Regions from separate parts of the Zea mays genome. Here region 2 is linked to region 1. The links are chromatin contacts, called in public Hi-C maps. All regions are on one chromosome and are shown on one strand. The core of a region is the stretch at or near the end of the contact, and the rest is flanking DNA. Distances in the headings are between cores, read along the strand shown. Region 1 has its middle 40 kb from the start of LOC100191922. Region 2 holds the start of LOC100191922 (3-hydroxy-3-methylglutaryl-coenzyme A reductase 2).

Region 1 (6,156 bases), core at 2,270-4,769:
GGTAGGTGTAGTTGGGGACGGCCATGAACTTCGCGTAGCATGGCCTCCCCAGTACCGCGTGGTAGGTTCCTCGGAACCCGACCACCTCGAACGTGAGGGTCTCCCTTTAGAAGTTGGAGGGCGTTCCGAAGCAGACGGGAAGGTTGAGTTGTCCGAGGGGCTGGACACGCTTCCCGGGGATGATCCCGTGGAAAGGCGCAGCGCCTGCCCGGACCGAGGACAGATCAACACGCAGGAGCCCGAGGATCTCAGCGTAGATGATGTTGAGGCTGCTGCCTCCGTCCATGAGGACCTTGGTGAGCCTGACGTCGCCGATGACGGGGTCGACAACGAGCGGGTATTTCCCCGGGCTCGGCACGTGGTCGGGGTGGTCGGCTTGGTCGAAGGTGATGGGCTTGTCGGACCAGTCTAGGTAGACTGGCGCCGCCACCTTCACCGAACAGACCTCTCGACGCTCTTGCTTGCGGTGCCGAGCCGAGGCGTTCGCCGCTTGCCCACCGTAGATCATGAAGCAGTCGCGGACCTCGGGGAACTCCCCTACCTGGCGCGTCAACTGTCGGCGTTTCGAGACCGGGAGGTCCCTGGGCCGACGAGTGAAATGTCGCCGCGTGCCCCAGCCCAGATGGGTCGGCGCGAGGCCGAGCGCGAAGGGGGGAAAAGGCAGCCGGAGACGGGCGTGAGAGAGGTGGAAATCCCGCGGCCTTCGTGTTCGTCCCGCGCCCAGGTCGGGTGCGCTTGTAGTAGGGGGTTACAAGCGTCCACGCGGGAGAGGGAGCGAGCGGCCTCACGCGAGCGCCTGTCCCGTCCTCTTCCCCGCGTGGCCAACCCCCTGTAAGAGGGCCCTGGTCCTTCCTTTTATAGGCGTAAGGAGAGGATCCAGGTGTACAATGGGGGTGTAGCAGAGTGCTAACGTGTCTAGCGGAGGAGAGCTAGCGCCCTAAGTACATGCCATCGTGGCAGCCGGAGAGGTTTTGGCACCCGTTTCGTGTGGTGTCGTGGCCGTCGGAGGAGCGCTGAAGCCTGGCGGAAGGACAGCTGTCGGGGCTGTCGAGTCCTTGCTGACGTCCTCTTGCTTCCGTAAGGGGGCCGAGAGCCGCCATCGTCATAGAGCGTGCGGGGCGCCATCATTACTTGTCTAGCGGAGCGAGCCAGATGGGACGCCGGTCTTGTTCCCCGTAGCCTGAGTCAGCTTGGGGTAGGGAAATGATGGCGCCTCCCGTTGACGTGGTCGGTCCGCGCCCTAGGTTGGGCGATGTGGAGGCTCCTCCGAGGTCGAGGTCGAGTCTGTCTTCCGTGGCCGAGGTCGAGTCCGAGCCCCTGGGTCGGGCGAGGCGGAGACCGTCGGCTGAGGCCAGGGCTGAGTCCGAGCCCTGGGGTCGGTCGAAGCGGAGTTCGTCATCTTCCGGGGTTGAGCCCGAGTCCGAGCCCTGGGGTCGGGCGGATCGGAGTTCGCCGTCTTCCGGGGCTGAGCCCGAGTCCGAGCCCTGGGGTCGGGCGGATCGGAGTTCGCCGTCTTCCGGGGCTGAGCCCAAGTCCGAGCCCTGGGTCGGGCGGAGCGGAGTTCGCTGTCTTCCGGGGCTGAGCCCAAGTCCGAGCCCTGAGTCGGGCGGAGCGGAGTTCACCGTCTTCCGGGGCTGAGCCCAAGTCCGAGCCCTGGGTCGGGCGGAGCGGAGCTTCCTATGGTGCCTGAGGCCGGGCCTGACTGCCTGTCAGCCTCACTCTGTCGAGTGGCACAGCAGTCGGAGTGGCGCAGGCGGCGCTGTCCTTCTGTCAGGCCGGTCAGTGGAGCGGCGAAGTGACTGCGATCACTTCGGCTCTGTCGACTGAAGGGTGCGCGTCAGGATAAAGGTGTTAGGCCACCTTTGCATTAAATGCCCCTGCGATTCGGTCGGTTGGCGTGGCGATTTGGCTAGGGTTGCTTCTTGGCGAAGACTGGGCCTCGGGCGAGCCGGAAGTATGTTCGTCGCTGGAGGGGGGCCTCGGGCGAGACGGAGATCCTCCGGGGTCGGCTGCCCTTGCCCGAGGCTAGGCTCGGGCGAGGCGTGATCGAGTCCCTCGAATGGACCGATCCCTGACTTAATCGCACTCATCAGGCCTTTGCAGCTTTGTGCTGATGGGGGTTACCAGCTGATAATTAGGAGTCTTGAGGGTACCCCTAATTATGGTCCCCGACAGTGGTCTAGGGGACCGTCGGAAATAAACGAGCCGTCGGACTTGTACTGTTTTGCTGTAGTGCATAGCGCCAAGGTATTAACTCTGATGACGGTGACGTGACCGAGCACGGCGCCACATATCATGGCGTCGAGTTCGCTGCCAAGTGCGCTTCTTACTCGTTGGTCCTCACATGGATATGACACGACAAGACATAGGAGTAGAGGTTATTCGTCTCTTCCAGCAGCAACATGTGCTCCCACAGTTACCACTTGCGATAGCGTGCACACTGTGTTGTGCTCCTCCCTCCTCATCTACCAGCGGTATACACTAGCTGACTAGCTGTACGTACGCATGTAGAAGTAGGTCGTCTACCCATTACTTACTGCTCCACGTGTGTGTTCTACAGCTAGAATATACGGCACATATTTCGTGGCATCTACCGGCAGTATAAAATTTGTTTGAATAATTATTTAGTTTGATGTCGTGCTAGTCTACTAGATGCGATGGCCCCTAGCATTAGGTTGAGAAATTGCATGCATGCACATCTATAATATTTTAATAAATAATCTACATTACATGTAGACATAAATTATAGTTCCACATAAAATCTTACATTAAAAATTAGCACAAAATAAATATAATATTGATTGAAATTGATTATAAATAATGATTTATGCCGCCATGAAACCTTGCCTATTTTTCCATCTACGTTTAGAGCTAATTTGGGAACCTTAATTTCCCAAGTGATTTATATTTTCCTATGGAAAAATGAACTAATTTCCCTTTTAAAAATAGAAATCACATAGGAAATTAGAGTTCTCAAACTAACTCTTATTGTGAATTGTACACGTGTCCATGCACACACACGTACCTACATCTCTTCATATCAGGTCTGCACTGCACTCATGCACACGTGGATCCCACACCACGCTCCATCTCTTCAACCTCCCGCTGCCGTATAGCTATAGCTCTGCTGTTGCAGTGTTGTGTACCAGCGGCCTAGCCCAGCTGCGACGTGCAGGCGACATGAGCTCTGTAGCTCGGCGCCAAGATTTATAATACCGAACTACTGTCACGTAGGTACCGACGCAGCAGAGGAAGTCTAACGCACCAGGTAAATCGGTATCATAAAATTATGACGCCGAACCGTGTTACCTTGGTGCTATGACCTATGGTGTCGAGTAAAAGGTCAAAAACGATATTAAGTCGTTCAAAATTCAAACGTGATTTTTTTCAAAAAATAGAACTAAATTGTAAAAAATTAGGTTAACAAGATCATTGGCCCATCGCTACCCTGTCCTGTCTCACATCCAGCTCGGCAACAGGTCCATGACTTTGAGCCATGGGATGGCCCAATATGGTCCGGAGGGGACATTAAACCTGTCTCGGTTTGGGTCTATTTGGGCCTTGGCGTCCAATCGTCGAGCCTACTATAGGTGAGTTCTCGTTTTCTTTTTCTGAGTTTCTTTGTCCTGGTCTGGTCAGCAAGTTGCATTTTCATGCATGCTCGGACTTATACACATGTTAATGCATTTGACTAGTTTGTGATAGCCTAGATCCGTGCATGAAACTTCTTGTTGTTTTGCTCGTCACGCAGATGCAAATGCACAAATGTTTCTCTATTGTAATGGAAATTCCTCTTCGACGAAGATCTTGAACGAGGTTTTCTTCTCTTCCTTGTTTTTGCTACTAGGTTTTCTATTACGTATTACTATTGCAGAGCTTTTTTTTGGTTAAAATTTATTTTTTTTTCTCTGAACGGTTGAAACCTCCAGACTCCAGTTAAGTTGGCTAGAAAATCATGTGAGCAGCCTATACAAAAATCATGGTATCAAAAATCCCAATTCTGGATGTAACGGCTCTCTCTGCCTCAATACTTTAAATTACAACCCAAACTATCGAATATATGGTAATAACTTCCAAGATAATACGATAGCATTTTTTTAGAAAAAGCATCACAACGTGATTAACATGTACCCCACAAACATAGATGCACATGTACAATCTTATATGCAACGCAAGTATTGTTTAGATCAACAAAAGGAGGACTTGGAACTTGTGGGTACGCATGTTGCTCTTTGGAAACTAGCTATCTGTCATGGATGGAGAACTCTATTTTAGACGTCTTGATCTTCTAGAATTACGAGTTTGCTTTTGTCATGGTTGAAGTAGTGCGTACTAGCTAGCACTTTGCAGTGTGCAGCCGATACACATACATGGAAGAGAAATATCAGTTCTTCAAGGGCTACTCTGTCATCAATGTACTGAACAGGTGAATGAAACATGGTCTCCCCAGCAGATCCTCTATCTCATCATCTATTTTAAACTCCATTCTACAAACAGCGTCAAACAGCCTCTATTTTACCCTATCTAGTGGAGATAGTCTTATTGTAGATGCAATATAACTCTAGCATGGGATATGACATACACCATGTTGTCGTTTATATTTCATTCTAGCATGTAACATTAAACAATAAGGCCCTGTTTAGGAACACAGTTTTTTCAAACTGCAGTTTTTCAAATAGTATACTTTAGTCATGACATTACTACAGTTTACAATGCTTCAGTTTTCGAATACAACAGTATCCAATACATTAAGGTGTTTGGGAAAAACTTTGGTTGAGACCAATCAGCCAGAGCGGGACCCAGTTGGCGCTCTCTTTACAGAGAAAAACTTTGGCTGAGACCAAAGTTTCCAAAACTTCAAAACAAGTGCAGTATTTACAATACTACAGTTTAGTATACAGAGATTTCAGATGAGTTGTCAAACACCTCAAAGTATATAATACCACAGTATTGCTTAATACTACAGTATTGCTTCAATACTGCAGAAAAACTTTGTTCCCAAACACCACCTAAACGGGGAATCGCATGCAATAGATTGTGAAGAATCTGCTTGTGGATGAAGATCTTGATTAAACAGCTGTGATAAAGGGCAAACATGGGACAGGAAAGACAACCGGTGATCAACAGGTTCGAGATGATGATCGATATTTGAACATTCCCCATTTCAAAATTTGTTTTTTTTAAAAAAAAAACGTCCAGCAACAGTAACTATCGATGCGATCTAATCTCAAGGCCTTAGATTGGACCTCATAAATGCAGTCCAGAAAGAATGGACGGATAGTTACAATTCATCAAATTAAACCATAACTTGACTGGTGGTTAGGACAGGAGCACATCATCATAATGAGTCAGAAGAGAAAATTCATCAACGAAACGGTAATCCTAGTAGCAAGATATGAGGAGGAACGTGTAAGAACATTAGCGAACCTTTTATAACATAGATGAGGGAATTTGCTGCTGGTATTCACCGTAGGCTGCAACACAGTGGGCCAAAAACCAAAGGCGGGCAAAGCGTAACAACGTTCAGGCCGTTTTTAACTGCGTACTCCAAAGCTGTCTGTTCAGCCGTAATCAAAGGCAGGCAAGACTTAGCTTATATTTAGGAAAATCACAATAGGCCTTTCAAGAGAGATAAGACTGGGATGAAGCAACAAATGAAGTAAACCTGTATGTGTATAGCTATCACACAGCTTGCTGTGCTGCTAAGTACTAAGTAGCATTATACTAACCCCGTTTTGCTTGCAGAACTCCTTGTCTGACCAGCAACTCTCGTCTTTCGGTACGGTGTACCCTGAGGCCAGTGTAGGAAACGGGTGACGCCTAAGAGGGGGGTGAATTAGGACTTCTAAAACTTTCGCTAAACTAGGCCACAATTAAATCCCTAGAGCAAAACCTATGCAAATAGTCAAACTAGAATGTGCAAACTAGGTTTTGTCTAAGTGTTGCTATCTCTACCGCAAAGGCTAAGTTTCAATCTACACTAGATATGTATGAATACAAGATTGAAACTTAAATGCTTAATATAAATGCGGAAACTTAAAGAGCAAAGTAGAGAAGCAAACTCTCATGGATGACGCCGGTATTTTTACCGAGGTATCCGGAACCGTGCAAGGTCCCGACTAATCCTCGTTGGTGCCCCTACGCGAAGGGAAGCCC
Region 2 (6,156 bases), core at 2,603-5,102, 40 kb after region 1:
CAAGGGAGAAAATGGTAAACAAGTTGTATTTACGAATTAAATTGCATGTTTTGTGTCTAACTCCAACTCTAACTTTCTTTGCAGAATGCATATGGGGAGGAAATGACTCAACGCCATGGGCCTGATTTCGACTGGATGCATTCAGACTTAGATGCCTCGGCGTTGTACCACAGTGGTGGGGGTAGAAAGCATGGCAGGTGAGGTGGTTGTCTTTGATTCGACAATTTCATTAACAAGAATGTGTCCACTTAATGGCTCAACTATGTGTATCATGCAGGTTTGTCTTTGGCACCGGCGTTGTGGAGTACAACAGGACATTAGGTCAAGGGAAAACATCATCTTCGGCAGGGAGTTCTCGCTCCTCCAAGTCTGCTCGAGAGGCTCAGCTGGAGGAGGAGACTCGGGCAGCACAGGAGCAGGCTCGAGCAGCACAGGAGCAGGCTCGAGCAGCGCAGGAGCAGGTCGGACAGCTGACGCAGTATATGACTTCTTATTTTCAGGTAATTCATCTATCTCATCACGTGTCATTGAATTCAAAGTATAATGTTGCGATTCTAACGTTTCATCCATTTGCAGGAAATGACTACTCGACTCGGCCCTGATATGAACTTGCCAGCTTTTCGCCCTCCCCAGGTAACACTATCTGAACACTTCAATTCCATAGCAACTCTTTTTTTATTATCAAAAATGGCTCGCAGGCACAAGGATGGGGACAGTGGCCAGGACAAGCTCCAGCGTCGCAGCCACAGTGGACTGGTGTTGGGTGGACGCAGGCACCTCCAGGCACTTGGACACCTCCACCACCCCAAGGATCGCAGCCAGTCCCGGGATGGGTGCCACCGGTCTTCCAGCCACTGGCGGGCTCTCAACCATTTCAAGCGTGGATGGCACCGCCACCGACGGGGTGGGTGCCACCACCTCAGGGGTGGCCAGCACAACAGTACCCGTGGATGCATGCACAGCCTCCTCCTCACCATGGATCACAGGTGACGTTCCATGTTTAGTTTTATACAAATATTGACCAAACACAGCCTTATTTGAATGATTGATGAATTGCAGGGTTCAGCGTCACATGCTCAGGGATCGGAGGGTGCTGTCAACGTCCAAGACTTCCTCGTCCATGGTTCTGGAGGGAGTGGCCACCTTCCTGGTGGCGGAGGAGGGAGTGGCCAAAACTCACATAGCCCGCCGGAGTGAGTAGTGACTTTGTTTATGGACTATGTATGGATATGTATAGACTTTGTTTATGGTTCTGGAGGGAATGACTTTGTTTATGTATGGACTATATATGGACTATATGTATGGAATATGTTTGAAACAATTATGTAATTGCTTGTGAATGTTGTTTGTGAAAACTGTATTGTTTGTGAAATCTGTATATATGATTGTGTATATGTTTATTTTGCTGTGAATTAATAAAAGGTGCAGAACAATCTGTTTTTGGGGGGTATCATGAATTTTCGTCGGCCTGGGTGGTGGCCGACGAAAATACGTGTCCAGATATTTTCGTCGGCCACCACCCAGGGCCGACGAAAATTATGTCCCTATTTTCGTCGGCCTCAGTGGCCGACGAAAATAGTCAGCCGACCAACTATTTTCGTCGGCCTTGGGGAAGCCGACGAAAATAAGTCGTTTTCGTCGGTACCGACGAAAATAATTCCCTATTTTCGTCGAACTTATTTTCGGCGGCTATTTTCGTCGGTCTGCCGACGAAAATAGGTTATTTTCGTCGGTTTAGGCTTATTTTCGTGGGTTTTTGGCCCACGAAAATTTAGTCGTTTCCTGTAGTGTGAAGTCGATCACCAAGAGTAACAAGCACTAAATTCTCACTTGAACATGACAAACATAATGTGGGTGTTGGATGCACACAAGCCTCTCTCTATGATTCATGAGATTGCTAACTGCAAGATTACCACTTCTATAATCTTCTCACTACACAAAGGGTCTACCTTACTCTCTAGGGGTTGCTTTAGCTATTGGAAGGGGAAAGATACCTCAAGAAACTAATATGTGGGGTGTCCATGGCTAGAAAAGGGCCAAAAAAGGGGTTATGGCCATGTGCCAAGGTCGATGAAGACTCATGATCCAACCCTGTTACACTCTGTAGTAGGAGTTTATGTTGGATTCTAAGGGAGGTGTTGGCTAGAATTCCATGCTTCAGGGGGTGTTTTTGGTAAGGTATCATTAGTTGGAATGATGGTTGTGTCATAACGCAAATGTTGAAACTTTATTTAAAAATACATTCTTCTTTGGTACTAAGGGGTATAATAAATTGGTAAAATAATTAGCCATTGATGCTACCTATATATAGAGAATAATACATGAAATGAAATAATGAGGAAAATATCTAAACTCTATACCGAACAAAAAAACACATAACATGCAAAACAAAGAGTTTTTTTGGGAGATACATCAAAGATCATTTGTTATAAAGAGACCTAAGTCATTTATGACAAAATAGTAATAAAAGTTAAACCGTGCATAGTCCCTTCGCGTAGGAAAAATGCAATTCCAAATTTAAACCAAAATCAAGCTTTCTTAGTTTTGATTATGTTTACAAACAAAATAATACCATATATTATGTCTTTTAGTGGATTTGATATGAAAATATATTTTACATTTAAAAAAACAGGATTGGCATTTTGTTCAGCAAAACTGGACTACTATTGTAGGATGTGTCGAGAGGACACCGACGACTAGTGCCCGGTGGCGGAGCTCCGTAAAATTAACGTCACAGGTCACTCTACAAATATAATGATGTACTACTCCGTCTTTTCATTTTCACAATTTAGTTCAAAAATGAACTAGGAGACGATAACTATTTAAGAACAGGGTAGTAACATTTAAATCAATCCAGTGGAACTATGACAGGTAGGGAATGTGGATCGAACATTTGGGAACAATTACTTACAATAGGGGAGAATCACGGGTACATTGTAGCAGACAGTCACTGTCCATTGGCCAGGAGGCACTCCGCCCTTGCCTATGAATAAGAAAAAAGGGAATCAGATTGAGGAAGTTGTATAGCTTGGGAGAAGATGTAATGGTAGGGGCAGATTTGTATGGGCGGTGGCGTGATGCCAGTGCAGGTCGCGCGCGCGTCGCTGCTGCAGGGTCGCAGGGAGGCTGGAGGCGGACTGGCGGAGGCAGATGTCGGACTAGCGGTGGCAGATGCCTAAGTCAGAGCCCGCCCGGTCGCCTCGAAGGTTGCTGCCTTATGCCATTGCCGGATCTGTGGATCCCAAAGGCGTGGAGAATGATAGAGGACTAGAGGGAGGCGGTCATGCCGCTAGCAATATAGGAAGCGCAACCACGCAGATTTGCGAAATAATTGAAAGAGTGTGTTCTCGTGACTCGAGCGATAGAGGGAGGTCGCTAGCGCTAGGCTCAATCGCTGCAAGCAGGATGTCTTTTAGACTACATTTTTGGACTGAAATTTATTTTAAACAAGATTTTTTGGCTGAAGAGAACTTTTAGGCTGCGCCCTGGGTCACGGGGCCAGGAGGCCCGGGCCCAAATCCGCCCCCACTTAGCGAGCGTACGTGACATGGCACTAGAGGTGTATACTATTGTAGCAGAAACGAAGAAACGTAGGGCTGCAAAGTGGACACCATCTAGGCGTATACCTGTCCTGTCCAGAGTCCTGAGTCCGGACTCCAGACAGACCATCCAAACTGCAGAAACCATACGAAACCGTCAAACTGTAGCAGTAGCGGCCCGGGAGAGGCCAGGCACGACCGGGGCCCAACGAACCATGGTAGGCCCAGCCTGTCAACGATTCCGCTGAGTTCAAGGGTAGCGGCGGCGAAGCTATATGAGAGCGCCCGGCCCCAAATCAAATCCCCAAACCCCCGTCCTCCTCGCCGCTCCGCCGCGCGGTTGAGCGCCGACGAGCGAGCCCACCGCTGCCTCGTCCGCCCTATGGATATGGATGTCCGCCGCAGGGTTCCACCGCCGCACGGGAGCGTCCCTAGGCGCCAGCAGGCGACCGGGGCCGAGGGGGAGCGGGTGCGTGTGCAGGCGGGTGATGCGCTACCGCTGCCGATCCGGCACACGAACCTCATCTTCTCGGCGCTGTTCGCCGCGTCGCTGGTGTACCTGATGCGTCGGTGGCGGGGGAAGATCCGCGCCTCCACGCCGCTCCACGTGGTCTCCCCCGCCGAGATCTTCGCCATCTGCGGCCTCGTCGCGTCGCTCATCTACCTCCTCAGCTTCTTCGGGATCGCCTTCGTGCAGTCCGTCGTCTCCAGCAGCGACGACGACGAGGACTTCATCGTCGACTCCCGCCACGCGCGGGCGCGGGCGCCGCCGACGCCTGCGCAGACCCCGTGTGCGCTGCTGGGGAGCCCCGCCGCCGCGACGGAGAAAATGCCGGAGGAGGACGAGGAGATCGTGGCCGCGGTTGTGGCAGGGAAGATCCCGTCCTACGTGCTGGAGTCTAGGCTGGGAGATTGCCGCCGGGCCGCCGGGATCAGGAGGGAGGCGCTGCGCCGGATCACCGGAAGGGATATGGACGGGCTCCCGCTCGACGGGTTCGACTACGCGTCCATCCTGGGCCAATGCTGCGAGCTGCCGGTCGGGTACGTGCAGCTTCCCGTGGGCGTCGCCGGACCGCTCCTGCTCGACGGGCGCCGCCTCTACGTACCGATGGCCACCACCGAGGGCTGCCTCGTCGCCAGCACGAACCGCGGATGCAAGGCCATTGCCGAGTCCGGTGGTGCCTCCAGCGTCGTTTTCAGGGACGGGATGACGCGAGCCCCGGTCGTCCGGTTCCCGTCTGCACGCCGCGCCGCTGAGCTCAAGGCCTTCTTGGAGGACCCAGCGAACTTTGACACCCTGGCCGTGGTGTTTAACAGGTAAGAACGCTAGATTCCAAATCAACGTCACGTTGTCCCTTTCGACCCATGCTCCACGCGCTCAACGATTACCATTAGGCTAGCGCGTCTCTTGGGCTTGACGACACGTCTATGTGCATCCATCTCCATCAAAGCAGTAGCAGTTGTCATCAGTCACTTTTTTTAATCCATAAATTGCCTGTACGGTTGCCCACTTTTTGAACTTGAGGGTTGATGGTGGGATTATGTGATGACCGACCTGGTTTGGGAAATATTTGTGCAGATCGAGCAGATTTGGAAGGCTGCAGGGAGTGAAGTGTGCGATTGCAGGAAGGAACTTGTACATGAGGTTCAGCTGCAGCACAGGGGATGCCATGGGGATGAACATGGTCTCCAAGGGTGTGCAGAACGTGCTGGACTACCTCCAGGCCGACTTCCCTGACATGGATGTCATCAGCATATCAGGTTTTCCCATGTTATAAATTCTTAAACTGTATTTGTGAATTTAATCTGCTTTGTTGTGCATCCGATTGTTTCTGCGAGATAAGCACATTCAGGAACCAGGTAGAAAATTCTTTCTGATTATACTTCCTTTGATCAGAAATATAAGTCCATTCAGTCATTGACGCGGTCTCTAATATGACTCTATGACTATTAGCAATATCAGTGAAATACAATATCTTAAATGGAAAGAGGTATAGTTTATGATGAAAACACTGTTCATAATCAGTCTAATATGCTTACCTTTATGTTGGAAATCTATAAAGTATTTTAAATATTGAGGGCCTGTTTGGGGACACAATATTTTCTTAGTCCCAAAACAATACCATGGTATTTTAGACCAAAAAGGCGTTTGGGAGCATATCTAACAACTCTGTATTTTAAACCATGGTTTTACCAATACCACAGTATTTTTGGAGTCAAGAAAGCTTTGGTCGGACCAAAGCTTTTGGCTTGCATATAGCTGCAGTCTTCTCTTCTCCTACACTACAACTAAAATATTTTGTCTCCAAACAGATGTTGGGTTGGACTGATGTAAAATATACTACAGTTATGCCATGACATACAATAAACTATGATATTATAAACTGCTGTTTTGAGAAACAGAGATCCCAAACAGGTCATGATAGTACAAAGGTTAAATAAAAGTTTGACTTGGAACAAACCTAGATGGACATATTTGCGAAAGTCATTTTTCTAACTCAGATAGACTGGAAACAATCTAGGCATGACCCCGGTAGCAGATATTGACTTCAGTAATTCAGTTGCACACTTATGCAGTTGCGCCTTTCTGGTCGGCTCCTCCTGTATGCGATGAACA

What was found. A called contact is a pair of places that touch in the nucleus more often than the background predicts.
Region 2: a contact with region 1 is called in a Hi-C map of tassel, with 4 times the contacts expected there. The contact joins the promoter of LOC100191922 here to the enhancer-like site in region 1. A contact is called at or near these places in 4 of 25 Hi-C or Micro-C datasets (ear, leaf and tassel).

The regions. Positions count from the first base shown.
Region 1 is chr2:195,583,787-195,589,942 of Zm-B73-REFERENCE-NAM-5.0, forward strand. No RefSeq gene overlaps it. Among protein-coding and RNA genes, the nearest start is that of LOC100191922, 40 kb to the right of the region's middle. Within about 2 kb of position 3,520, at least 17 of the 20 cell types and tissues checked have an H3K27ac peak or open chromatin away from gene starts, as enhancers often do. A contact at or near this core is called in ear, leaf and tassel, where this site is marked.
Region 2 is chr2:195,623,043-195,629,198 of Zm-B73-REFERENCE-NAM-5.0, forward strand. LOC100191922 (3-hydroxy-3-methylglutaryl-coenzyme A reductase 2) reads left to right here and starts at 3,853. Exons shown (of 4, transcript NM_001137346.1): 1 at 3,853-4,856; 2 at 5,119-5,300. The coding sequence starts at 3,922.